Linked DNA regions of Mus musculus: all the other regions are linked to region 1. Evidence: chromatin contacts called from public Hi-C, capture Hi-C and promoter capture Hi-C data. All regions are on one chromosome and are shown on one strand. Each heading gives the region's core, a stretch centred on a gene start, on an enhancer-like site or on the middle of the called end of the contact. The rest is flanking DNA. Distances are from core to core; before and after follow the strand shown.

Region 1 (3,738 bases), core at 494-2,993:
GCTTTCTTGAAAGCTAGTTTAGCTGTCACCAACTTTTAAGGAGGCAAAGATGGAAGTGACAGCCACGTGCTTTCTCCCGCTGTGAAATAACTCATTGTCTTCAGGCTACCAACTACATAGTTAACACATCTGCCTCCTGAACTAAATTGTTCAAGGATTCTGCAGTCCTTGAACTTTCACTTCAACTTATCTTTGGGGATCAGAATTTTATCTTACAAATAGGACCAGGTAACAACACCAACATTGTAAAGCCATAGACAGAGACAGCCTGGTTTGGAAAGTTATGGCCTAAGTAAGTTCCTTGTATGAACACTGTGTTGAAACCCAGGAAGGAGGTCTAACATGCCCACTAGTGTACTATTTCAAAGCATGCTGCAGAAGACCTGCGTATCCAAAGGCCGTAATTATGACTTCCCTCTCCTTGAATTAATTTGTTTGTGAAATAGCTCAGAGTGTTGCAGACTTTATTAATCACTTGCTATGGTCTGTGCCTGTGCTGGTGGACACAGAAACCTAAAACAGTGGCAATAACCTTCCAGGCTGCTTCTAACTTTGTTTTTAATCCTGGGGATGCATACCGCACATAAACCCATCTTAGCAGCGTAATAGGCTTGTCTCAACACCCATGTAGCTGTAAAATGCTGTGGGCTAGCCAGGAAGGCTTCAGCTCCATTTATACATACATGCATGTGTGTGTGTGTATGTGTGTGTGTGTGTGTGTGTGTGTGTGTGTGTAATTTCTTTAAATCTCACGTTACATCCTCTAAAATCAAAGTATTCTCATATGGCACATTACTAACAACATCAGACTCGGTCTTTTTTTTGGGGGGGCGGGGGGAGGAGTGAGGAAAGGTTTCATATTTCTCTTGTTTTTATTTAAAAAACCAGTCCATATACTGACTACTTATCATGAAAGCTGTTCTACCAGCCTACTGTGGCTCCACCCGGAAAGCTCTATACTTACTTTTCTTACAGTTTTTGAGTGACGCACTACAAAACCACCAGAAAGGGAGGAAAAGCGGCAGCCCTCTCAAGCAGGGCGTCTTCCTCCCTGTAAACTTGGCAAAAAGCACACTGGACTGAAATACAGCACTCTCCATATAAGGCAGCCCAACTAAACATGTCATGCGTAATTTATGGGTGGCAAGCAGAGCATTAACCTCTGCGTGCACATACTTGGCCCACATGAAGCCGGTGCTGGGTGGCAGCCCCGGCAGAGGGATGCGGGCGCGGCCGGGACCCGCGCGACCAGTGGCCGCCCCCCGTCGACCCTGGCAGAGGTCACCGAGTTCACAGCACTCGGCCACGCACCTGCCCCGGCTCACCGGCCACTAGTCCTGTCCCGCGGCGCCCCACGGGGGCCCGCAGGGAGGCGCGGGACAGGGCCGGTAGCCGCAGCGCGCGATCGCGGTGCGGCCCGGGGACCCCCGAGCGCCACCCGAGGCCGCCGCAGCGCCGCCCGCAGCGCAGAACAATGCGCGGCCGCCCCGCCACTCACCTCTCACGTGGCCGTGCAGGCTGCCCGCCGGGGCCCCGACTGCCCGGGGCATTGTGGGATCGCGACTCCGGGATGCCCGCCACGGGAAAGGGAACTGGCCGGGTCCGGGTCACGGGAGCATGGCGAGCGCCCCGACTCGACGGGCTGCGGCGAGAGACTGTGGCATGTCGCCGTGCAGCCTCTTATCGCCGCGCGCCGGTTTCCGCCGCTGCGCGGCCCCTCCCCCGCGCCAGCCCCGCCAGGAAGGCGCGCGGACGCGCAGAGCTCCCACGCGCAGCCCCGGCCCCCGCCCGCCCGCCCGCTCGCTCGCCCGGGCCCGCGCCGCTCACCGCCGCTCCAGCTCCCGGGGCTCCGCGCCCAGCCCGCGAGGCCCGCAAGGTTAGACGGAAGGTTAGAGTTAGCTGCCCGGCCTGCAGCAGCAGAAGCAGCGCATCGCCTGGAACCTGGAAGGCGAAGGGCGGGAAAGAAGCTTGCACGGGTGTTGGTGGGTATCTTTCTCAGCACTCACAGTTTTGGAGTTCTGCGAGAAAACTGATCGTCACCCAAACACAAACCCAGGCCACCTTCCTGTCCTATCGGCAAATAAAACTTGCAGTTTAAAGGCTCCCTTACTTCCAACTCTGCAGTGTGGTGTACAGAAAGCAAGCAGGGCTCCCTCTTTTAAAATAAAATAACATCTTAGGCGCTGCAGAGGTACTCCCACGCAAACAAGCCCTGGGCAACTGCCCGCCTGAGCAAATGAAACACCAGCTCCTAGTTCATTAGCTGCTGTCCTGTAACTTGGCTTTGAAAGAAAAGAATTCTGGGCTTCTGAGAAGAGATAAAGTTTGAAGATCTGCGGACGGGATTTCCAGTGAATTTCAAGGAATTCTGATAACTTCGTCAGGGATGATTTTTAACTATAAAAACGTTTGTTTCATGGTTTGAACATGAGTTGAGGTGAGTGAATGCAAACTGGATTTCTCCCTCCCTGTTTCTGTTGAGTGGGTCAGGCACACTCTCCTAGGCGGAGTAAATAAATAAATAAATAAATAAAGTACTCCACTAGTTTGCAGAGGTACTAGTAACAGATCTTGATCCTCTGCTGGTCCATGAAACACGGACTTGCTGCTTACTGATCCCTTCCTGAAATAATTAATTAATTAACTAGTACCACTTCTCAGTGTTAATTATTAAAAGTTCCCAAGTCCCCAACAATGGAAACAAAGTAGAATGACAGTAGCATTTTCTCAGAGAACAGAGACAGGGAGTTTCTAACTGACAATTAGTAACCACCAGCGCCTGAGGACTTTCTCAGCATTCATTCCAGCAACTGGATGGAATGTGAGCTATGGCAGAAGTAGTTAAGTATAGGTAGGATGGAGGTAAGTGCAGGAGGATGGAGTACACGGATTGTACTTTTTGGAGCAGCATGGTAGAAAAGAGCACCAGCCAGCTGGTGCTAAGATGGTAGGCAAATATCCAAAATGCCCTTGAGAAAAGGAGGGAAGGCTCCCTGGAGGAACTTATGCAAGCAGCGCCTTGAAGGATGTGCAGAAGTTGCTAAGATAAAAAGAGAGTTGCCTGGATAGGCTAGCTGGCTAGGGAGATGACTCCTGCGTAAAGAAGCTGGAGCTCAGGTCTGAGAACCTGAGTTCAAATTCCGAACATCTAGGCAAGTGTCTGTAACCACAGTGCTGGGATCAGGTAGAGAATGGGAGATATTCACAGCCCATTAGCCAGTTAACTCTGAATTCCAGACTCAATGAGAGACACTCAAAAAAGTAAGTAATAAGATGGAAGGTAAATTTCAGAAGACACCTAATGTGGACCCCTGGCTTCCACGTGCACACAATCATAGGCACAGGGAGTGTGGCACAAGTGGGCCCTGGGACGGTGGAGCAAAGTGCAGAGCACGTGCAAGAAGCCTATCTGTTTCAATGCCCTGTAGAATCAATACAGTCATCTGTTTCCTTTCTTTAAAAGGAGATTAACTTGTCGGCAGAGAAGGAAGCCAGGAACTTCAACGTTATTCAGCAAACTATGAACTAGTTCGCAGGACCAGGGCGATAGGGTGGAGTCTGGACTTGCACTCTAGAAAGATCTTTGGCAAATGCTTAGAGGGTTACTGAGAATGTATTCAGGGATGTTGGCAAAGGAAGGGTAAATGGGTGTAGACCCACTGGAAAACTGACTCATGCAGGGATGGAGGAAGGGATGGGCCTTGGGAAACTCCCAAGGCTAGCTTAGCCTACAGGATT
Region 2 (3,738 bases), core at 916-3,415, 2.0 Mb after region 1:
ATTGGTAGAAAATAGACCATGGAATACCTGGGTATAATCCTAACCCTGCAAATATGTAATGTAAATTTGGCCAAGTAATCTTTGGGCATCTAAGAATATGATACTATGAGAGAGTGTCAGAACAAAGGCTCTAATCTAGAATCCTGTGAAAAAAATTGTTACTTTGTTAATTTGATTATATACAATCTATTCTTCATGAGTTAATTCTCCTATGTTTAGTGTCTACTATTTAGTAGGTTCTGCATTAGGTACTGAAAAGGCAAGGATGAATAAGACTTTACCCCAAACATCATAATTTAGCAGTCTAGCAGGGAAGGAAAATAGTTGAACAAATAGAGCATTTCCTTTGTGATACATAAAAAAAAGAGTGAAAAATAGCTCAGAAAGCGACCGTGCCCGTGCAGAAAGTGTGGTAAATTGCTTGGAAGTAGCTTGCCAAGTCAACAGAAAGAAGAGGATAATTCTGAAGAAGAACTTAAAGGGCTTTAACAACTCAGTACTGATGGAACACAAAATAAGCCGCGATGCCAATGCAGTAAGGTTAGTGCCACTAAGATTATAGTGATCCGTATGCTGGGCTGAACAGGATGGACTTCACACTGTCTCAAAAGGGCAGAACTTCAATCCCTTTTTAATGTACTAATTTTTAGGTCGAATTCAAATATTCATTTAGTAGTAAAGCTTTTAAGTAACAGAGAAGCAATTTATTGAATTACATAATTATGCCATTTAAATAGTGTCAGGGGGCTGGAGGATGGCTCAGCATTAAGAGTACTTGCTTCTCTTAAGAAGAAATAAATAGAGTTCTCAGCACTCATCTAAGGTGAGGCTCACAACTCTAACTCCAGCCCCAGGGAAGCCCACACCCTCTTCTGGGCCTCTTAAGGCCTGTACTCCTGTGCACACGCTCAGATACAGACGCATAAATAAATAAATAAATAATCTAAACAAAAGAAAACAATCTCAACTATCTGGCAGTGTTTAGAAGATTGCAACTAGCACCTCATAACTATCTGGCGAATAAATTATGATAGTCTATCTGAACAGGATAAGCATGGCTCTTAAAAATGTATATTCCTAGACTGGCAGAAGTATAAAAGCTTTGCCGTGTCTCAGGAGGACATAACTTCCAATTCTCAAAAATAAGACATTCGTCCTAATGATGCTATCTTTCTTCTTACATTGTTATCAACGATTTTTTTCTTTCCCACTTCTTTTCTACTTGAATCTTTTGTTTATTCAAACTTACATACCCAAGCCATAACATAGTATAGCACCTTTCCCAGTGTTGTCCAAGTTTGTTGTTGTTGTTTAAGCACCACAATATGTGTCAGCTTTAAATTCCTAGCGTCTTCTCATGTTCTACTTCTTAAATACTGTCTCACAGCTGTTTCAATCGAAAACATTAGACTATCATTATCCTGCTCACTGTCGCCACCTTAAGCCACATCTTCAGCATGAAACCTAACCTACACTAGCAATGTCTTGCTCCCTATCAACTCCCACAAACCTCATAACAATAAGGGAGCATATAATTTTTAATAATACTTAAGTTCAGATGAATTCGGTGTGAAGAGTCTTGTTTCTTCTATTAAGAAGGGTCCAAGCAACACCCGGCATTGCAGACCACAGGTCACACATCAAACTAATACTTTCTGTTACCTGTCTATTCCTATGGAAGATGAAGAACGATGGATGGATAACTGGGAGGAGGGACTACTGGGGACGGAGACTTCACTTCCCATTGGGATGCTATTACCAAATAAACTAAAAGACAGTTTGGTCCTTCCAGGAGGAAAGGCAAGACGGACTTCCAAGGCTTGCTAAGGAATTCTCCAGCGCGAAGACACAGAAAGAAATCACCGTAAAGGAAGAGTCTCTCGCTCTTTTGGAACTCACCTGTCAACAGCGGTGTGGACGGCGCCATCTTGTCCCGGAAAGAGAAACCCACGCGCTGGGGTGAGAGTTCAAGAAAGGCCGAACCCGGCCTCTACACGTCTCCCCAAGCGCAAAGTCTGCGAGTCGGTGTTTCCGGCGCCGCCAGCCTCGGGGCCAATCCACGTCTGGTTCCCGAGCGCGCACGCGCAGCTCTGGCTCCTCGTTTTCCGGAGCGGGGAAGAGCCTGGCTGCGGTGGCGGCCGGCGCTCGCCCTCCCTCTCCGGAGCGGGCGGAGTCCACACTTCCGCGGGGCGGGGTCTGCCCAGTGCTGACGTTGGCAGCCGAACCCGAACTAGTTCGAGGTTGCCGGTTGCACTGTCCGGTGGTTGGACTCTTGCCTCTCGGCCCTGCGGCCCGCTCTCCCCGGCACGCCGCCCCAAAGGCTGCTCAGACCGCCGCGATCGGCGGCTGCCGGTGTTCCAGCGCTCCGCGTCCCGGCCCAGTGGCTGTAGACGGCGTAGGCACCGCGATCAGAGCCGAGCCTCCCTCCCGGTGGCCCGGGACCGGCGAGCGAGCGAGTCCGAGAGGTTCTTGGGGCAGGTGGCGCTGCGAAAATGGTCGCCAAGCAGAGGATCCGTATGGCCAACGAGAAGCACAGCAAGAACATAACTCAGCGCGGCAACGTCGCTAAGACCTCGGTAAGGGAAAGTGGGCACCCCGCTCCATGTCGTGGCCGGGAGCCGAGGCCCGCGCCCCGCGCCCGGCCGGGGCCGCGGCGAGTTCTCCCCAGACCCGCCTGACTCCGGACTCCCGCTGCGGTGGAATCTGGGGTGGGGGGAGAGATCTGTGAGTCGGCCGGCCGGCCACCTGGCCTGGGGTGCAGGCCTTGGGAGCCCGGGATCCGAGAGTGCTTTCTCTGCATTTGAAACCGGGTTTTTTCTTTTTGCAGAGAAATGCCCCCGAAGAAAAGGCGTCGGTAGGACCCTGGTTATTGGCCCTCTTCATTTTTGTTGTCTGTGGCTCTGGTAAGTGTTTGGGGGGCTCTCGCGGTTTGGAATGACGTGGATGAGTGGCGAGTCCTACCTACCCGCGTGGTTCTCAACCCACCTGCTAAGAGAATTGTTTCTAGTGAACTGGATAACTTGTACCACAGAGGGTGGTGCCCCAGAAATTTCTCTTACCTTGATTTATGCTCATTGAAGATCAAAAAGAGAGAGAGAGAGAAATTAGATCTTCCTAATGATCCCTTAGAAGAAATTAAGCACCAAATATCTCTGATTTGCATTGTAACTTTATTATCGATAGTGTTGCAAAAAACTTAGCGAACATCGTGAACATCTGGATACTAGAACAGGACTGAACGATACCAGTACCTAAGGTCTCTATGTCAAAAACTAAGTATATAAAGTAAGGGTAGTACAAAGAATTGATTTTCTGTAGAGGAAACATACCTGCTGGGATATTTAATGTATGAGACAAGTGTTTTCAGGTAAGATTAGTTATTAAGACAGCCTGGTTTTAAGATGATAGACTCTTGCCCCTGCGGATGGATGTATTACAGACTGTCCTCCTGCTCTGCCTGCTGCTTTAATAGACAAGCTGCTGTTATTGAGACAGATGCTTTTATTTGCCGCATTCTACAGTTCCTGAGATTTTCATTTAACATTTCACTTTGCCTTTTTTCTAAACTTAACAACCGGAAGCTTTCTTGATATGTGGCCAAGAGCCAACCAGTTTATGTAACACAAAAAGATTATTGAATTTCAGCTGTGTGAGAATGAAGAAATGTGCATGTGTTAGGAAACCAGGCCTTTAAGGATATGTTGGAAATAAATTAATAGTAGGAAAAACGTGTTTGTT
Region 3 (3,738 bases), core at 550-3,049, 1.8 Mb after region 1:
GACAGTATCACTAAGTTGTTCATGCCGGCCTTGAAGTCACTTTGTAACTCAGGTAGCCTTTGAGTTTAGCATCCTTCTCACTCAGCACCCCTAAGGAGCTGAGTTTATAGGCCTGCAGTCTGGACATTTCCCAAACCTCGGAGATCCTTTGCCCTGCCTGAGCGGTTTACCACTCCTGCTTCTGTCCTAGAATTTAAATGAGTAAGAACTCTTCTCAGGACAGTGGCTGGCATACACAAAGGGAATATTTGCAGGGTGATTAGGTGGCATGTATCACTAAGTTTTTCTCTACAACTTTAGATAACCCAGTTACTCATGAAGTCTTTCTAGATTACAAAATTTAACTTTGTTTTTTTTTCTTTGAGCAGATTCTATTCATTGACTCTAATAATAAATATTCACTGTTATTTTTAAACTACGGCTATCATTTACAAGGTGGCTATGATGGATGAGGTTCTACAAGAATGGCACAGAGAAACTCAAATTGTTTAAATTCACTTTTACAGAGTAGGAGACTGGAGCCAGGAAGGTGGCTCAGGAGGGTAGTGGTGCCTGCATCAAGCCTGCCAACTTGAGAAAGTCGACTCCCACAAACCTGTCCTCTGACCTCCACGTGTGCACACAAGACAGTCACAAACTAAGTCAGGATATTAAAAAGAATTTCGCTCGAAGTCACAGGGCACTATTTTACCCTATCCTGACTAATCTCTGTTTTCCTACAAAGAGTATCAATACTAGCTTTTTCCAATTCCAGTGTCATCAGTTCAGGCATAAAACGCTTGCCATAGCAATTGTGTGCAGGGTATGTCCATTATACGGTTCACTCCAAACTCTCAGGCGCTCTCTAATTCTGGGGTTCTGAATGGTGAAGAGTACCTGGAAATAAGTTTTACTGAGACTAGGGGAACCCTCGGAGAGTTCTCTTATTGCTAGACCGGAAGGTAGGCTGTAGATGTCCCCTGTCCCACCCCCACCACACTTAAGGTTTATTTTTATTTATGGGCATGTGTGTATATAATGTGTACTGGTACCAAATGGTATCAGATCCCCTGGAGCTGGGGTTACAGGCAGTTGTGGGTGCTGGGGACCAAAGTCTGGTCCTCTAAGAGTAGTATGTTGAGGCGTCCCTCCAGCTCCCGTGGGTGCCTTTTACACCTCTAAGATGGGGATCTTAGAGACTTTCCATATGTCGGGTGTACAAAGACAACTCAGGAAGAATCCAGCACCAATCCTGTCAAGCTGAGGGTTGGTAAGGGGTAGGTTGACCTCACCCATTTCCTTCTTCCCAAAGCCCCAGGTAAGTAAGCTAAAAGCCTAAGGTTTGGACCAGGACTAGACGTTAAGGACTCAGGCACCAGAGGGTCTCCTGTCATTTGGGGCCTCACAAACCCAACCCACGTGTATGGTATTCCTTGGAGGTTTTAATTCTCCATCGAGTCAGAGTTGTCAAAGAGGTTCAGGTTCTCTCAATCAGAGGCGGCCAATTCCAAGAAGCTTTCGCCAGTGGGCTTTCGAAGGAAAACCTAGCGTTAAGGTCCCAACCACTGAAGAGCCCACCCTCGTACCTAACTGCCGGGCCACACCCGAGGCCTTCGCGCGGCTCCCGCCCGACTCCGGGTCCCGCCCCCGCGTGTCAAGCTACCGGCCGAGTAGCCTGATCGCCAGCTGCTCCAGCGCGTCAATGGCTAAAAGAAACGTGGGATTCCGAGCCCCGCCCCCCGCCCCGCCCAGCCCCGCCCCGCCCCCGGCGCACTCGCGCGCCCTCCACGCCCACGCCGGGCCAGCAGTTGCCCTTCTAGCTGGAGTCGGTGCGGGTCGGCGTAGGTCCCCTGGGAAGGGTCGGGAGACTCGGGCTACGTCCTTTCCCTGGGCTGCCGGCTTCCACTGTCGCAGAGAAGCGACCCCACGCGGCGGCGATCGACTCATTCAAGGGCTCCCAGCGAGGAAACCGCTCGGGCGCTGCCAGCTGGGTCGGGCGGAGCTGCGCGGGCCGCAGGGTGGCTCTGCCAGTCCCTGAGTGCCGGGTCGGCCGCACACGTGTCTTAGCGTCACGTCCGCGCGCGCCCCCGGGGCTTGCGTCAGCTGCCGCTCCTGAAGCGAGTGGGCCAGGGCTCTGCGCACCAGAACGCCGCCGGAGGAGGGCACCGCACGGCCGCGAGCCCCGAGAGCGACGACCATCCGGGTGCCGCCGAGAGGATCGGCGCGGTCCGGTCCCCGCCCTCCCGGTGCCGGTCGGGTCCGCGCTGGGTCCCCCGGGCTGGGCGCCGTGGCGTTGCCCCGGAGCCCGCCACCCGCGGGGCGCGCACCGCCTTAACCCGGGCGGCCCCGCGGCAGGCAGACGCCCGCAGGTCCATGGTGGGCTCGGAGCGCGATGAGCCGCCCGTCCTCCACCGGCCCCAGCGCTAACAAACCCTGCAGCAAGCAGCCGCCGCCGCCTCAGACCCCGCACGCCCCGTCCCCGGCTGCGCCCCCGGCCGCCGCCACCATCTCGGCAGCGGGCCCCGGCTCGTCCGCGGTGCCCGCCGCGGCAGCGGTGATCTCAGGCCCCGGAGCCGGCGGCGGGGCCGACCCGGTGTCCCCGCAGCACCACGAGCTGACCTCGCTCTTCGAGTGCCCGGTCTGCTTTGACTATGTCCTGCCCCCCATTCTGCAGTGCCAGGCCGGGCACCTGGTGTGTAACCAATGCCGCCAGAAGTTAAGCTGCTGCCCGACGTGCAGGGGCGCCCTAACGCCCAGCATCAGGAACCTGGCTATGGAGAAGGTCGCCTCGGCAGTTCTGTTTCCCTGTAAGGTAAGTCCAGCCACCATCCGCAGATCTGCCAAGGAACCTTCCAGAGTTCCGGTGCCCTCCAGCGCACTTGAAGGCCCTAAGAGGCGAATGGCATTTCACTGTTTCCATCTGTCTGTCTGTCTTTCTCCTCTCCTCTCTCTCTCTCTCTCTCTCTCTCTCTCTCTCTGTCTGTCTCTCTCTCTCTCCTCCCTCTCTCTCTCTCTCTCTCTCTCTCTCTCTCTCTCTCTCTCTCTCTCTCTCTCTCTCTCTCTCTCTCTCTCTCTGGCGCACTCTCTCTGTCTCCGGTGTGTACGTGTGTGTACCTTGTCTATTGTTTCCAGGCCAACCTGTCCATTTTGGGAACTAGCAACTAGGGTTGACGTTTGCCGGAGCACTGACTGTAGATAAGTTGGCACTTGATGACGGTTTAGAAGCATCCCAGCTCTCCCAGCCAAGTGCCGCCGCGTCCACCGCAGGGGTGTGCTCTATAAAGCCTGGGCAGCTTAATGTGAACAGGGAAGCTGGCAGTGGAGATTGTGGAGGAAGGAAGCGGACGGTTTCCAGCGCTGAGCTTGGCGAGAACGGTCCTGGATTCCTCCTGGACCCAGTGCCCAAGATCTGGAGCACTTGAGAGAGCGCTTTGTAAGGGGAAGCGGATACTGCCTGCTTAGCACGGGAGCCCAGAAAACCCAGCAAGCCACGCCTTCTCTCAGCTTCCCAGACTTGCGGAGGACTCAGAAGTTGTAGCTGCTGTTTGGTTTTTGTTTTGGTTTGTTTGTTTGACTAACTGCGATGAACTCGAGTCCACAAGGACTCAACGCAGACACTTAAGAGCGTTATTAGTTCTCTCTCCAGTGACAGCATTTTATTTAGTTGCCTGTGCTGGGGGGTGGGGTGGGGTGGGCAAACCACAAGTCAAAGTCCGAGCTCTCATTCCCATGGCTCCAATGGTTTGTTTAGGACCTGTG
Region 4 (3,738 bases), core at 372-2,871, 1.6 Mb after region 1:
CTGAGCTGTACAAATAGCAATGGACAACCCTGCCCTGGTACTTCCAACCCAACCCAGCTGAAGCACTTCCCTCTCTTCAAGGCCAGCACTTTGCTTTAGAATAACATAAATCACAGAACCCTGTTAATAAGTTCAGTGTGTTGCTTGATCTCTCCCGCTCAACGCATCTATCTGTACAGTGGAATATCATCATCATCATCAGCAGCAGCAGCAGCAGCAGCAGCAGCAGCAGCAGCAGCAGCACACTTGCTCTAGTACTTGCAAGAGTTAAATAACAGATGAAATGTTTAACAGAGAATGGGAGTCAAGTTTGTACTGAAAGTCAGAGCCCAGCATAAAATGAGATACACAAATACTCAGGAAACAATCTCTCTCTTGGAGAGAGAGAGAGAGAGAGAGAGAGAGAGAGAGAGAGAGAGAGAGAGAGAGAGAGAGAGAGAGAGAACATACACAGAGAGATAGAGCACAGAGACAGACAGACACAAAGAAAGAAGAGAGAGAGAGAGAGAGAGAGAGAGGGGAAGAAAGAAAGAAAGAAAGAAAGAGAAAGAAAGGAAAAGAAAGAAAGAAAGAAAGAAAGAAAGAAAGAAAGAGAAAGAAAGAAAGGAAAAGAAAGAAAGAAGACATACACAGAGAGACAGAACACAGAGAGGGAGAGAGACAGACAGACAGACAGACCACACAGAGACAGAAAAAGGGTCAGAGACAGAGAGTCAGAACACACAGGCAGACCTACAGAGACAGAGAAACAAAAAGGGCCATTTTATTTTTTTCGTGAGAATCCTCACTGGGCACCCAGGAGTAAGAAGTAGTCAACGGATTCCACACTTGAGCTTTCAGGACTTAATTCCTAAACCAAATACACATTGCTACATAATATCGTTCCGATCTTTGTCTCTAGACTCTCAGCTACTTTCCCTGGAGACCCGCTCTTCGGTGGTGGCTCTGTCTAATCATAGTGCTTCCTTCTACGTCAGTACTCTTACCTTTATACATTCGGCTGCTTCTTGGACCCACAACCGGGCTCCCTTGCTGTCATACTGAAACAGCCAAATGCTTTCAAATAAAAGCATTTCTAAATGTACACATTTTCAACTGTAGCTCTGTGTTTCTGTGCCTCAAAAAGAGTTTGAATCAAATTCTAAGTAGATTCCATAGAAACTGTGGGCGTGGAAGAATTGGGGGTGAAGAGGACAGGCCTGTATAGCTCTGGGATCTTCAAGTCTACACCAGATGCAATGCGGAGCCATGGTTCACCAAACTAAAATGAAACATTTTAAAAATCGATTAATTATTGTTACCTGTGCCAAAGCTCCCATTCTCCCATGGCCGAGAGCAAACAAAACCCAGAAATAAAAACTCATCAATACGTGGATGTCTCGCATTGCTGCAAACTTACTGTCGGAGCCAAGGCTTCAGCTCACCCAATCAGACAACAGGCTAGGGAAGACTGGCTTCTCTCAAGTTACACGGAGGACTCCATCTGTTACCCTATACCTTTCTTAGTAAGTGACATGAGAGGGGACCATGCAGGCAATTTGGAAGAGTTTTATTTTACAAACTCTGAATCCAAAGATTTCTGTTTAAGGAAAGCAGCAGCAGAAGAGGAACAAAGCCCGCAGTGGGTGAGGAAGGATGCTTCACGGACTGGCGTTCTGCCTGGTGGAACCACTGTAAGGAAGGGCAGTGTTTTTCAGCTGCTGTGATAAATGCAGCCGACGGGGCAGTCGCTACTTGATGCTCACAAAGGTCTTTGTTTTCAAGTTTGTCTTTACCGAAGCCTTTTCTCGTCATGCCAAGCCAGCAGAAGAAGATCATCTTTTGCATGGCTGGCGTACTGAGCTTTCTCTGTGCTCTTGGAGTGGTGACAGCAGTGGGCACCCCACTGTGGGTTAAAGCCACTATCCTCTGCAAAACAGGGGCTCTGCTTGTCAACGCGTCAGGGAAGGAGCTGGACAAGTTCATGGGCGAGATGCAGTATGGCCTTTTCCACGGAGAAGGCGTAAGGCAATGTGGGTTAGGAGCAAGGCCTTTCCGGTTCTCATGTAAGTAACACTTCCATCTGAATTACTTAACGCTTTCTGAACATTCTTCCAGCTGTTGCAAAGACATAAAGAGGATCTTGCCCTGTCTATTAGGACTCTAAGCAACTTGTTTAGCTTTTGTTTTCTTTTTTCTTTTTTTCTCCCTTGTTTTGGTTTTTATTTTTATTAATTTTTTATTCGTGCTATTTTTACTATGATCATTATAATTAATTGCTACGATGTTATGCTCTTTGAAAGCATAACCCTTTAAAGAGTCTGACAAGATGACTACCATTAAGCTATGTGATGCCAAGGTCATCCTCAGCACCTGCATGATGGGAACAGAAAACCAAGTTCCCCAAGTTGACCTCTGACATCCATATACACACTATGGCACTCACACACATACTTGAGCACATGCGCATGCATCTCTCTCTCTCTCTCTCTGTCTCCCTCTGTGTGTGTATGTGTACGTGTGCGTGTGTGTGTGAATTTTCAAAAACGAAAGTATAACCCTCAGGATTCTTAAGTATTACTAATAATATAAGACATTCTGGCATCTTTGTTAAAGAAAAACAGTACTTGAGAAAATAGGAACTCTGTAAGGAATGGTCTTTGTGCCTTTTGTCCTTTAAAAGGGGACCAGTTTACTTGCATTTCCATTGGCCCATGACTGTGTTTCTTAGCCTGCCCCACACTGCTAAAACCCTGGCTGCTGATTTAACAACTTCTGTTTTCATATTTAACCAATTTGGAATTATTTGCCTACAAAATTTTTAAAGTGATCTGCTGAGAAATGCACACCAACAGTACACAAAACCTGACTGACCTTCAAATATGGCAGGGAGTAGGAGATATTTTCTGTCATTATTTGTGCAAAATGGGAGTGCTATCTGGAGTATTTATAACATGCTTATCTTGAGATGAGAAGTTTTTTTTTTTTTTTAAAAAAAGCTACTATGAGAATGGGCAACTCATTAAATGAAAATTAATAAACAGTCATTTGTTGTATCTCTCACTACACACACCCAGAACTTATTATTATTTCAAAGGGCTGGTTTGGAGCAATCTTATGAAGACACAGTCAGTAAATTACTGCATAAATCACTCTTCAGGAAAAGGAGACTCCCAATTGAGGCATTAAAATGAATTATTATTTTGTCTGAGCTTCTTTTCTCCTCTAGTATAGGTAGAAGGTGAAATTAATTGAATTTATTATTAACATATGCAGTGTCTAATTAAATTGCAGCTCTGGCCCATTTATATTTCTGCAACATTCCTTATATCTTCTAAGCAGTCATTTGGCAGTAACCTCCAACTCATGTAGGTTACAAAGTGATATGAATTATCATAGGGCTCTAGAAAATCCCCAAGAATTAGCTTTCAGCTTTCCAAGAAATGATCATCAACTAGATTTGCTGAAGTGGACACACCTCAGCAAATAGCAATAAGGCTTTAGTTCCTTATGATAACTGAGCTCTGAGAGTCGCTCAGTTTTGTTGGAGGTGGGGGTAGGAAGGAGAACAGAGCAGAATACTGTGTGCTTTGCAACTGCATTAAAAAAATAAAACAGGAAAACAGATGAGATGATTTCACTGTGAGTCACCAGCAGCTAAAGCCCGGGTAAAGCTTCTCACAAAGGAATTCAGACAAAGGCAGGAATGACAGGGAGTGTTCCAGAGGCCTTGTGTTTATCTCAGTGAATAGGAGGTAA
Region 5 (3,738 bases), core at 780-3,279, 1.5 Mb after region 1:
TCAAATTACTGGTTGTACAAGGACAGGGTGGAAATTTGAGGGAGTAGTATAATACATAAATAACTGAAGCTTAGGAATCTGCTCGCCACCAACCAAAAAAACAGCCGAGCACCTGTTCCATATTGTACCCAAATTTGACTACAGCCACATATAACTCTCTCCTCAAGAGAGATAGAATATCGGTCGCCTGGGGGGAAGTGAATCCGAGGAGCAGCAGCAGCAGCACAAGTCACCGGGACACAGTGCAGGGCTGAAGGAGGGCTGCGCTGATAACCCAGTGTGTGCTTATTCACCACACACTTCAGATAAAGCAAGCGCTTCTGAGCTGCAATCACCCTATCTCCTCAAATCAAAGTAGGAAAAAAGTACCCTCTACAGGCACTTCTTCCAGCTTTAGATTTCTAGAAAGTGACCCAATGTCCAAAATTATTCTTTCCAGGATCCAAGTCCTGAAGTGACTGTCATATGTAAAAATAAATGCTAAATAAACAAGCACACATGCTAATCCAAGCCACCAACCCGAAGCTACGTCACTCTCCAGAAAGACCTAGTGAGGCACTAATTATAAGATGAGAAAAGTTAAGAAACGAATGTCCCTATCCCTGCCAAAACTTTTAAAATCACCTTTCTTTACACTTGGTCTTTAGAGTCTCTCTTCTTTCCAGACCTTAGGAGCTGCATAAGCACATGCTGCCCACCTGTAAACTTCCCAGCCATCTTCAATCGACTTCCCTGACCCTCAAACTCAATGGGAGAAGGCCAAAAGGAATTGCTCGTGATGATTTCTCAGACACATTATTAGCCAGTCTGGGCTGAGCCTCTACTAAAGAGACGGATACATTTATCAAAATAGAAGCCTGAAAGAACTCTGACTTGCAAAGTCCTCTTGTGAAATCAGGGGACACGCAAACTTTTATAGACTTTCCAGGCTCACGGGAAGACTAGAATACATGGCAGTTTCATGCTTAACTATAGAAAAGAGAAGATGGGTGGGCTGTAGCTGGCAAAGTCTCAAAGGACAGCTGGGGAGCAGGGGAACCAAAAAAGAGAAGATAGGCAAGTCTCTGGGCAAATTGTATAGCCAAGGGCGATCATTATTATGGCTGGAGAGTTGTTACATAATTACTTTTTAACTCCTGACACATACCTACATAGCTTACAATAACCACTGAAGCTACTGTATGTGCAACAGCCAAGGTTTCTCCATTTAATTTCATTCAAAGAAAATAAGTAATCTGGAAGCTATTCCTTTCTAAGATAACTTGTCTGCTTTTACACATACAAAACAGCCTCCGGGAAAGCCAATTTGTCTCTCTAGAAACAAAATTCGGTGTTTCTCTTCAATATTGTTTTCTTAAATTTTTTTTAAAGGCGAGAGATACAGAGGTACATTCACCGAGCCAAATATATGATCACCTCGCTAAAAAACGACTTCCATTCCAAAGTGGAGGATGTGATAAGGGTCCCTCCCCCATCCGTACCCATACCGCTGGCGCAAAACGCAAGACCACAGTGTCCGATGTACTGCATTCCAGCATTTGTCAAAAAGTTTACGAGGATTTATCGAAGCGACGGAGTAAAAAACAATAAAACAAGCAAAAACGGAGGAAAGCGAGCAAGAAGATGCTAGCGAGGTAGAAGCGGTAAAGCGCCCAGCGGCGCAGTGCAAGGCCCGACAACCGGGAAGCGACCCAGCCCCCCGCAGAGCGATCGCCCAGCGGAGCGCGGGGGTTGGCAGGCTCCGGGTCTCAGTAGCTCAGGGTCCCTGATACCCTAACCCGGGCCCCGCCTCCGATCCCCTCCCCAGCCCTTCCCCCGCAGCGCCGGGGACGCCCGCCGGGCCAGCTTGGCCCCGGGTCAGCGCTGCGGAGCGCCGCACAACCGCGGAGGCCGCCGGCGCCCTTACCTCCTTCTGCTTAGGGTCCTGCGGGTAGACGTCGGGCGGCCCGAGCCGCGGGCGCTTCAGCGGTCTCTGCTCATAGCTGAGAAGCCCGAAGGCGGCCATGATCTCTCATGTTAACCGGCGAAATGAATGAGAGTTGGAGCTGGAGCTGGAGCAGCCGCCTCTGAGCACCAGGGAGCAGCACTTTGCAGACAGACTCCCTCTTCCCTCCACTCTGGCTCGCCGTGGCGCTGCAGGCAGGAGAAAAAGCAGGTTGGAGACGGCCGCTGCCCGCGCGCAGACGCGCTCAGGGGGGCCGCCTTCGTGGGCACCCCGCTGCGCCGAGCCCCGGGACGCCTGCTCCGCGGGCGGCGGCGGCGGCGCCCGGGCTGGAGGTCGGCCAGGGTCCGCCGCGGCCACGGCCTCCCGCCACCCCCACTCGGTCCCCAGGGGGAGGAGCAGATGATGGGAACGTGTGACTTTCTTCACCAATGAACCCAAACCCACCCAGAGGGGCCCAGGCTGGGGTGGGGGAGGGGCATAAAGGGGGAAAAAACTTTTCTTGGCGCCTAGGCGGGAGGCTCGGTGCCCGCCGAGAGCTAGGCGTCCTCGGGCACGCGAGGTGCTGCGCAGCGGCCCGCGCCCACTTCCTGGCTCGCCATGCCCGGCGCTCGCAGCTTTGCACTCGGAGGACCCGCCGCCCGGGCACGGAACCGCGGACGCGGAGGGAGAGAGGCCGCGAGAGGCGAGGATGCGGACGCCGAGCGAGGCCGGTGCCTCCGGGTTCAGCCAGTGCACGAGCTGCGCGGGTCCCCTCGGCGGCGCCGGGGCGCTTTGCTGGCTGCCGGCTGCAGCGGCCGCGGCGGCTGGAGGGGGCCGCGCTCGCTGTGGCGCGGGGCCGACTTAACCCTTTGCTGGCCCTCCCGGGGCTGGGGAGGGGGTGAGCAGAGGTGGCCGCGAGCACCGACGGACACATCGGGAGCACGGGCGACTGGGCTCCCCGGGCCACCCCTAGACGTCGCGCGCCCTGATCCCCACCCCCAACAGTTTACCTGTTGGTCCCTAGCTAGCGGCTAGGCAGGGGCGGGCAGCCGGGACGCCCTGGCGGCCGCAGCCTCCATCGCTCCGTTAGGGTTGGGGAATTGGATTTGACGTTGCGAGGTGTCTGGCTCGCCAGACTGCGGACGCCGCGAAGTTTGCGGCTGCCTGGGGGCGTCGCTCGCTGTCGCCAGCGTTCTCGCCCCCACGGCCCGGGAGCGCGAGCTCCCGAGTTGGCGGACGGCGGCGCGGCGGCCGCACTGAGCATGCCCAGCTTGGCGGCCGGACCGCGGAGGAGTTGGCTGCGAGCGCCTCGAGCGCTCCCATCTGCCTCTCCGGGTTTTCGCAGCCGCAGAGCGCGCATTCCACGGGCCCTGCGCCCCAGCTGGCTGCAGGGTTAACCCGGCTATGGAACCAGCCCCAGGAGGGACCCCGGGCCTCGAGCTGCGCCCTCCGCCTCGACCCCTCCTGGGGTCGCCATCCCGGCAGCCTAGGCGAAACCTCACCTGCTCGCATCACAGGGATGGGAACCGCGGGGAGGGGGCGATCCTTTCGGGGGATCTGGTCAATCCACCTGCCGGCGCCCCTCGCTTGCTCCAGGTAGACACACAGATGCGGGGCCAAGAGCCGTGAGCATTGAGACCTAGCCTCGGAGGCGGGCCCAGCGTGTCCTAAGGGACCCTGCAGGAGGCGCGCCCAGGAGAACGCGCCAGCACTTGGCCAAGAATGATGGCTGCCATTTATCGAGTCCTCCTTTGGTTGTATGAGCTTGATGGTCTGAATTTGCTTCTAGCAACAAACCCTTCCACGGTTTTACT
Region 6 (3,738 bases), core at 538-3,037, 1.4 Mb after region 1:
TCCTCTCCCCATTCTCCTTCGTATCACACTAAGTCTATTCATCAACCAACTTGCAACCAACTCCACCCCTAAATTCTCTTTCTCTCTAATGGACACACACTTTATTTCATGCAAATGTCTCTCCTACAGAGGCCACAGTGTGGCAGTTACAAATTAAGTATGTGCCAGCATAGTATCACTCTTCAAAATCTGTTTGGGCTAGAAGGTCATATTCACTTTCATAAAAGCCAGTCTTGCCCTTACCTACCATCAAGGCTTTGATCTCTGGTAACTCCGAAAGGAAAGGGGCAGTGGGTAGTGGGAATCCAGTCTTACCAATGAAAGATAAATAAAAAAAACAAAACAAAATCAATCACTAATGAGGCAAAACTTCTTCTTCAGACTAGCAAGCTGTCAGGCATGCTACTTCAGAGCTGGGCTCCATTTAAACACCACTTAAATTGTTTTTATTGTAGGAGAATAATCATGTGATATAAGGTACAAGTTGCTAAATAAATGCCCCAACTTATCAAGCTGTTTATGTCAAGACGAGAAATACTTTCTGATTGTTTTCAGTCTCATAACATGGAAAGCAGGTGACATGTGTTCCTTAACACTTAGAAGTGTAATATTAGGATTATGTGTATGTGAGTGTGAATATGTGTGTGTCATGGTACACAAGTGCCAGTCAAAGGCCAAGTTCATACAGTGAGTCTCTCCTCTCGCTCCCCACGCTCTAGGGATTGAATTTGGTTTATCAGACTTGTATGGCAAGTGCTCTAACCTGCTGTGCCACCTCCCCGGATTACATGTAGCATATCTGTGAAGGAAAATCTCTAATCACCTGTACAGTCACATTTATGTGGTTCATGTAAACGCAGAAATAAAGCTTAAATCCATAAACCAAGAAAGGGAACAGCGGTTATCTCTCTGTTCTTCTAACGGTGTTCTTTTATTTTATTTCAAGATTTTGTTTCTAAACTGGAGCTGTCAAGCTGGCTCAACGGATTGAAACGTGCTGGCCACCATGCCTGACAACTTGAGTATAACCCTGTATGGTGGAAGGGGAACCGATTCCTCAGTGCTGTCATATGAACTCCACAAACACGCTCTGACACACATGTACCTCACATGCATACATACAAAATAATAAATGTAGAAAAATGTTTTTCTATCATGAACAACAAAAAGGTAACTATACCATACCAGACTCTATACGGTGTTAATTTCCAGATGGCCTCACAAGATAGCCTAGACTGGTTTTACATTCACCATGGAGCCCAGGCTGCCTCAGATTTGTGGCTATCACCCTGACTCAGCCTCCCAAATGCTGGGGCTACAGGTGTCTGCCAGCCACAATGTGGTTGTGTTATTTTTCAATCAACAAATACCTTAAATAAATACAAGCTGCAACAATATTACTTAATAATTGTACCTCTGAAGTACTGATATCAGTAACTAAAAAACTATCTGCTTAGGTACCTTACTGTCTTTAATTCATAAACTCAATACCAGTTTCAAGAGTTTAACACTATTTTTTTAAAAAACTATTATGAAACAGAACAGTATGTGGTACTTTTACTTTAAAAAAAAAAAAGATACATGAGGCAAGACGTTATCATGGATAATTTAAAATTCTTTTTCCTAAAACAGTAACTGACAAATTTGAGTTACTTAGACAGATGAAATTGTTTTCTTACAAAAACTTCCTCAGGAGACTTTCATACAGTTTAGACCATTTGCAAACCACAGTTTCATCTACGTCAATCTCTAGCATTTTAAAACCACACAAGAAGGAAAGGAAATTCTTAGTTCAGCAGGCGACCCTGCAAAATGGAACTGCTGTCACTGTGGGTAACTAAATAGCTCCTGATTCTCTGAAGACCTGGACCTGGGCCTACTCAGGCCAGAGAAGACAGCCAGGACCCAGGCCTTCTCAGGCCAGAGACGACACAGCCAGGTACAACCTGGACCCAGGCCTGCTTAGGCCAGAAAAGACAGCCAGGACCCTGGCCTTCTCAGGCCAGAGAAGACACAGCCAGGTACGTCCTTTTCAATGAGCTCATTCCATTTTTTTTCCTCATAGAAACCAATGTCAGGATTTTCAGTGTTGCAAGAGAAAGAGTCAAAAGTCCCAAGGCTTTGGAGTGGTAGGGCAACCACTATTAAACAAACTGTAATTAGATCTGATCTGTGGGCTTCTAACAGCACTTCCTGCTTTCTTTGGTCTCATCTGTCTTTTAAAAACTACAGTTCAAATTAGACTAATAACTCAGGCAAGGGTAACGAGCTACTGTTTTCTAGCTAGATTGATGATAAGCAAGGCCATGTTATATCTCCCCAGTAGATCTTAACCAGACTTTCCTCTACCAGTCCGACATTAGCAAATTTCAAAACATGTCAAAAATGACTCCCATGGAAAACCTTCTAAGTTTTCATTTAGTTTAGTTAAGTTTTACACCCCAAGGAATAAGCAATCTATGAGAAAGGACCATAGAGATATTTAAAGTCTGTTCTTCATTTTGCTGGAGTACTGCCAAGCACACCTACTTTGTATGGATATTGTTGTCACAATGTTTATCAAGCTCTTAGATTTCAGATTTATGACAGAGAGCATGGGATGCTACTATAGTACAATTTTGCCTCTCATCAATATATGCAAGGTTTTGAGGAACTATTTTTCCTGGCGTTCTAGACACAATTTAATAAAAGCAAGTGCAGAGCACTCAAACTCTTCCGCATTACTGAATGAGTGGTTACACTGTAACCCACTGTAAGTTACTCCACTCTGCAACAGATGGTCAGTTCTAATTACAGAGAATGCCAATCTTGACAAGCTATTATAATATTTTTCTTTACTATAATCTGTACCAATAAAATGAGAGTTTGCCATATAATTATTCAGGCAATCCAGCACTCACAGAAACAAATAACTATTTTACTGACACTATATAACATCTGAAACGCCTATAAGGAAGTCAGAGAAGCCTGAAGTGGCATTCAGACATGAAGGGTCTCCTTCAGGCCCACAGGTCAATAGACAAGACTCAGAAAAACAGAGAAGGGTAAAGGCTACAGAAATCCAGAGCACTTTGCAGCCTCAATTGATTTGAGAACTGGTAAATAGTCATTGATAAAGAACATATCTAACATTAAAGTGCCACGCTTCTAAAATTCTACCACATGCTTAAGTGGACTGAAGATTAGAATAACCACCCAACAGGACACAAAAAAAAAATGTCTTTCTTTAAACAAAAATGTGTAGTCAACAAACATAAATGGTAAGTGCTTTACAATTTTCATTAAGGTTAGTACAGAATAACAATATCCGTGGACCCCAAGTACCCTGAGACTTCGGGGGGAAAGGGAAGAGCTTGTAACCTCTAATATACTTAAGTTCACACCTTGTATCACTTCAAGATAAACACAGCACGGCCATGAAACACATTCAGCCACTGAATGTGTAAATTAGGGGCGTAAGTAGACCTGAGTTCCATCCCAGCAGTCAGAAAGGAGAAAACTGACTCCACGAGCTGTCCACTGACCTCCACATGCACACAGAAGCACACTCGCAGCCATACAGCATGAACGTGCATGATAACAATACATAAAAATTTAAAGAGACATACAGTAAGTATTTTGAAAAGTTAAAGCTTAATAAGACTTCAGAAGCTGTTTGATTTAAGAAGGATTTTATGACTGCTGAGCCATTTCACTGTCAGCAAACTTTCAATGTCCTGGAACCCTGATAAAACATTA
Region 7 (3,738 bases), core at 796-3,295, 1.3 Mb after region 1:
GAGGGGAACAAAAAGCGACAGGTGGACAAGCCCTTGGAGCTACGGCCCGCAGCTTGGAGATGGCACTTCCACACAGGCCTAGGGAGCAGCGTGCAGAGAGGCCCTTCCAAGAGGAACAGGCTTTCCAACAAATATCAGCTAAGGAACTTACCAAGGGGAGCTCTCATTTAACAAGTGTGTAGTAGTTATGAAGATGACTCAGCTAGAGAAGACCAACCATGACCATGCAGAGCTCAATCCATGAAACCCACATGTTGGAAAGATATAACTAACCCACTGAAGGAAAACACACACACACATACACACACACTCACACACTCACAATAAATATGTATTTCACAACCAAAAGAATGTACCTTTGTGACCCTAGAAATGTCCATTGCTGATCAGTTCCTCTTTTCAAAGTTTCCCACATTTGGCATTTTGAAATTTGACCAAAATGTGATTTCTACTTCTCATATTATGAAATTATCCTGTACAGAATTTCCCTTGTTTAAAGTAAAAATTTCCAGACCTTCAATGTTATATTGGATTGGGGGCTATTGAGAAATTTAAAATTGACTGTGTTTATGGTTAAAATTAACAATAAACCTACTTTAAAATATTGATTTTGCTAGGTTTTTATCCTCTTATAAAGCAAAAGGATATATATTTAAGTTAAGGGGCATTACATCAGTAAATCCTAACATATTTTAGCCAAAAAGAAAATTTTTACAATGTGCCATTTATTCCCTAGAGTTAACCAACGTTCCCTGGAAACACAGTACATTTCATTTTAAAATGTTCAAATGTGGAATCAATGGATTCCAAATTCTCAACCAAGTAATATAGGAATTACTAGTTAGCCAAACCCTGAAGACGGTCCATCTCTACGGTAAGCGCGTGGCAAGAACGGTGAAGTGAAACTTGCCATAGAGAACCACACATCCTCCCCAGGATCATCTGATTTCCTCTTTCCCTTCATCTGTCGGGCAGGGAAGCAGACTGTCACACATTGTAACTTTCTGCACACTCCCTGAGATTTAAAACGAAACACTGTACCAATCTGAGGCCAGCCCTGATTCAAAACTTCTCTAAGTCTCAAGAATGGAGGTGGTTTCCCAAAAGGGCTTCCTAAAAGTGCCACACTGTAGCTCCACTCAAACTGGGCAATTCAAGGAACCCAAGCAATGAGCGGCTGGCATGTTTAGCTTTCACTGATGTGCCCTGGGTCGGTCCATCGGTCCCCCTCCCCCACACTCCTATGAAGTAGATGATGATTTCAAACTTGCTACATGAGAGAATGAGGTATATAGCTCTTAAAACATTTGTTTAAACATAATACCGAATAATGCAGAGGTCCAGGAATAATAGCTACCACTTCTTGGGAAATGTGACTCATAATCTGCCACAGATCTAGGGATCAAAAGACTAACAGCAATGTCTGAAGAAAGGAAACAAAGCAAAACAAACAAGCAACCAACAACCAAAGCCTAGCCTTAGACATACAAACTTCTTGCACGCCCAGGCTGTAAGGGACAGAAGATGATTTGATTTTCAGATCAAGTCTTCTCCTCCTACTTGATTGTAATTTCATACTATTTTCTTCATCATTTTAACTCCTACTATTACATATGAAGTATTCAATAAGGTCGCTGAATGTGAATAATAAAAAGTAAAACACTGGGCCTAGAGAAATAGTTCGGCGGTTAAAGGGATTTTCCTGGCACCCACTCCAGGCAGCTCACAGTCACCTTGGACCCCAGCTCCAGGGAATCCAACACTTCTGGCCTCTGAGGGCACCTGAATGCATATGCGCCCTTACACATATAATTTAATATAATAAAATAGACCACATGTTAAGAATATGGCGTGGTGGCGTGCCTGCAGAGCCGGTGACAGCACTGGATTCAATACTCAGAACACGCAACCAATAACTACTGGTAAATGCTCCAAAGGTCTAAAGACAAAGAGGTTCTAGAAAATGTGGGTATTACAGAAGCCCACAAGGGGAAATGAGGAAGGAAAAGCAGTATAAGAAAGCAGAACCTTTACTTCACAAGCTATTCGTGGGTTGAGCTAGTAACTGCCACAACTCATACAGCTGAGTCTCTTCCAAAACAAAGGTCAGTTTAATTTTTCTTATGAATTTGCTTGCTATAAAAGGTAAAAGGTGGTTAAATTTTCTAGAAATCTAAATATAATATTCTGTAATCACGGGCTGCAAGCATAAGGTACTTCATAACGCATGACACACTACCCTGTACTCTTACATCTTAAATTAGGTTCTGTCACCGCCGTGTAGTGATTGGTGCTTGCTATTTGGACTTCACAAGGGTAGACATTAACAGGACTTTATAAAACAAAACTAAACTGAACAAAAACCAACCAAACAACAACAGCAACAAAACTAAGCTATGTGCTCAAAAAAGCTCTAGCCAAAGAATCAAATCCGCTGAATGAGTTAAATAGTAAGTTTGTTTTTACAAGAAGTAGTTATCTGCCAATCCACAAGGACCCTTTGTTTACCTTCCTTTGTATGCCTGCTTATGTGTAATCTTTCTCTGTGTGCATGTTTATGTGTAATAGCTGATGCTCGGGACAATCAACACCACTGGGATGCAGGGCTTCAACAAGTCTGAGCGGTGCCCCAGGGACACTCGGATGACACAGCTGCTGTTCCCGGTTCTCTATACTGTGGTCTTCCTGGCAGGCATCCTGCTGAACACCGTGGCCCTCTGGGTGTTCGTCCACATCCCCAGCAATTCCACCTTTATCGTCTACCTCAAGAACACTCTGGTGGCAGACTTGATAATGGCACTCATGCTGCCTTTCAAAATCCTTTCCGACTCACACCTTGCGCCCTGGCAGCTCCGAGGATTTGTGTGCACGCTCTCCTCCGTGGTCTTCTATGAGACGATGTATGTGGGTATCATGATGCTGGGCCTCATCGCTTTCGACAGGTTCCTCAAGATCATCATGCCGTTCAGGAAAACCTTTGTCAAAAAGACGGCTTTCGCAAAAACAGTCTCCATTTCCGTCTGGTCCCTGATGTTCTTCATCTCCCTGCCAAACATGATCTTGAACAAGGAGGCAACGCCATCATCCGTGAAGAAGTGTGCATCTTTGAAGAGTCCCCTTGGGCTGTGGTGGCATCAGGTGGTCAGTCACACCTGCCAGTTCATTTTCTGGGCTGTGTTTATTCTGATGCTTCTGTTTTATGCGGTGATTACCAAAAAGGTGTACAACTCCTATAGGAAGTTTAGGAGTAAGGACAGCAGGCACAAGCGGCTGGAGGTGAAGGTATTTATCGTCATGGCTGTCTTCTTTGTCTGCTTTGCCCCACTGCATTTTGTCAGAATACCATACACTTACAGTCAAACCACCAATAAGACTGACTGTAGGTTAGAAAACCAGCTGTTTATTGCTAAAGAAGCAACTCTCTTTCTGGCAACAACTAACATTTGTATGGACCCCTTAATATACATAATTTTATGCAAGAAGTTCACACAAAAGGTGCCATGTGTGAGATGGGGAAAGGCAAGAACAGCAGGATCAAGCGAAGACCACCACAGTAGTCAGACAGACAACATCACCCTAGCCTGACCACTGTGTCCCACAGGTTAATTTCACGCATGGCCTCACGTCTATTTATGGATGGGATTTCAAAAGATCATTTATGTGGAGACCTCATTTAAGCATTACAGGAAAAAAGAGGGGAACAAACAGTTCCCTACATTTTATTATCCTAGTGTATGG

The links. Promoter capture Hi-C pulls out the DNA fragments that hold promoters and counts their contacts. Hi-C and Micro-C count contacts between places; a contact is called where the count stands out from the background. Capture Hi-C pulls out chosen DNA fragments and counts their contacts.
Region 2: a contact with region 1 is called in a promoter capture Hi-C map of pre-B cells, with 7 times the contacts expected there. The contact joins the promoter of Eif2a here to the promoter of Mbnl1 in region 1. A contact is called at or near these places in 5 of 39 promoter capture datasets (the 3T3-L1 cell line, hematopoietic stem and progenitor cells, liver and 2 more) and 3 of 115 datasets of contacts at active chromatin or transcription factors (large pre-B cells, regulatory T cell precursor and thymic regulatory T cells).
Region 3: a contact with region 1 is called in a Hi-C map of liver, with 4 times the contacts expected there. The contact joins the promoter of Siah2 here to the promoter of Mbnl1 in region 1. A contact is called at or near these places in 2 of 484 Hi-C or Micro-C datasets (the Ba/F3 cell line and liver), 3 of 115 datasets of contacts at active chromatin or transcription factors (astrocytes, large pre-B cells and thymic regulatory T cells) and 1 of 9 other capture datasets (adipose tissue).
Region 4: a promoter capture Hi-C map of embryonic stem cells shows a contact between it and region 1, with 4 times the contacts expected there. The contact joins the promoter of Clrn1 here to the promoter of Mbnl1 in region 1. A contact is called at or near these places in 2 of 39 promoter capture datasets (embryonic stem cells and hippocampal neurons).
Region 5: a promoter capture Hi-C map of hippocampal neurons shows a contact between it and region 1, with 5 times the contacts expected there. The contact joins the promoter of Med12l here to the promoter of Mbnl1 in region 1. A contact is called at or near these places in 3 of 39 promoter capture datasets (hippocampal neurons, liver and pre-B cells), 2 of 484 Hi-C or Micro-C datasets (cerebellum and embryonic stem cells) and 5 of 115 datasets of contacts at active chromatin or transcription factors (T-cell acute lymphoblastic leukemia, astrocytes, embryonic stem cells and 1 more).
Region 6: a promoter capture Hi-C map of stem cell-derived epiblast-like cells shows a contact between it and region 1, with 5 times the contacts expected there. The contact joins the promoter of Gpr171 here to the promoter of Mbnl1 in region 1. A contact is called at or near these places in 9 of 39 promoter capture datasets (the 3T3-L1 cell line, the C10 cell line, the HPC-7 cell line and 5 more), 2 of 484 Hi-C or Micro-C datasets (LSK cells and macrophages), 10 of 115 datasets of contacts at active chromatin or transcription factors (the 230-238 cell line, the NIH/3T3 cell line, acute myeloid leukemia and 6 more) and 1 of 9 other capture datasets (adipose tissue).
Region 7: a contact with region 1 is called in a capture Hi-C map of macrophages, with 8 times the contacts expected there. The contact joins the promoter of P2ry13 here to the promoter of Mbnl1 in region 1. A contact is called at or near these places in 3 of 39 promoter capture datasets (hippocampal neurons, liver and stem cell-derived epiblast-like cells), 9 of 115 datasets of contacts at active chromatin or transcription factors (the NIH/3T3 cell line, astrocytes, cardiomyocytes and 6 more) and 2 of 9 other capture datasets (adipose tissue and macrophages).

Annotation. Positions count from the first base shown.
Region 1 is chr3:60,499,184-60,502,921 of GRCm38.p6, reverse strand. It overlaps Mbnl1 (muscleblind like splicing factor 1), which reads right to left and starts at 1,743. Exons shown (of 10, transcript NM_020007.4): 1 at 1,499-1,743.
Region 2 is chr3:58,524,248-58,527,985 of GRCm38.p6, reverse strand. It overlaps Eif2a (eukaryotic translation initiation factor 2A), which reads right to left and starts at 2,165. Exons shown (of 14, transcript NM_001005509.2): 1 at 1,900-2,165. The coding sequence starts at 1,927. It overlaps Serp1 (stress-associated endoplasmic reticulum protein 1), which reads left to right and starts at 2,102. Exons shown (of 3, transcript NM_030685.3): 1 at 2,102-2,576; 2 at 2,828-2,903. The coding sequence starts at 2,493.
Region 3 is chr3:58,690,449-58,694,186 of GRCm38.p6, reverse strand. It overlaps Siah2 (siah E3 ubiquitin protein ligase 2), which reads left to right and starts at 1,799. Exons shown (of 2, transcript NM_009174.3): 1 at 1,799-2,791. The coding sequence starts at 2,372. It overlaps 4930593A02Rik (RIKEN cDNA 4930593A02 gene), which reads right to left and starts at 1,598. Exons shown (of 9, transcript NR_045167.1): 1 at 1,566-1,598.
Region 4 is chr3:58,883,095-58,886,832 of GRCm38.p6, reverse strand. It overlaps Clrn1 (clarin 1), which reads left to right and starts at 1,621. Exons shown (of 3, transcript NM_153385.3): 1 at 1,621-2,045. The coding sequence starts at 1,793.
Region 5 is chr3:59,005,269-59,009,006 of GRCm38.p6, reverse strand. It overlaps Med12l (mediator complex subunit 12-like), which reads right to left and starts at 2,029. Exons shown (of 44, transcript NM_177855.3): 1 at 1,907-2,029. The coding sequence starts at 2,005.
Region 6 is chr3:59,099,870-59,103,607 of GRCm38.p6, reverse strand. It overlaps Gpr171 (G protein-coupled receptor 171), which reads left to right and starts at 1,787. Exons shown (of 2, transcript NM_173398.3): 1 at 1,787-2,021. All of the region lies in intron 15 of Med12l (mediator complex subunit 12-like), which reads right to left.
Region 7 is chr3:59,209,189-59,212,926 of GRCm38.p6, reverse strand. P2ry13 (purinergic receptor P2Y, G-protein coupled 13) reads left to right here and starts at 2,045. Exons shown (of 2, transcript NM_028808.3): 1 at 2,045-2,105; 2 at 2,569-3,738. The coding sequence starts at 2,572. The coding sequence ends at 3,585. All of the region lies in intron 15 of Med12l (mediator complex subunit 12-like), which reads right to left.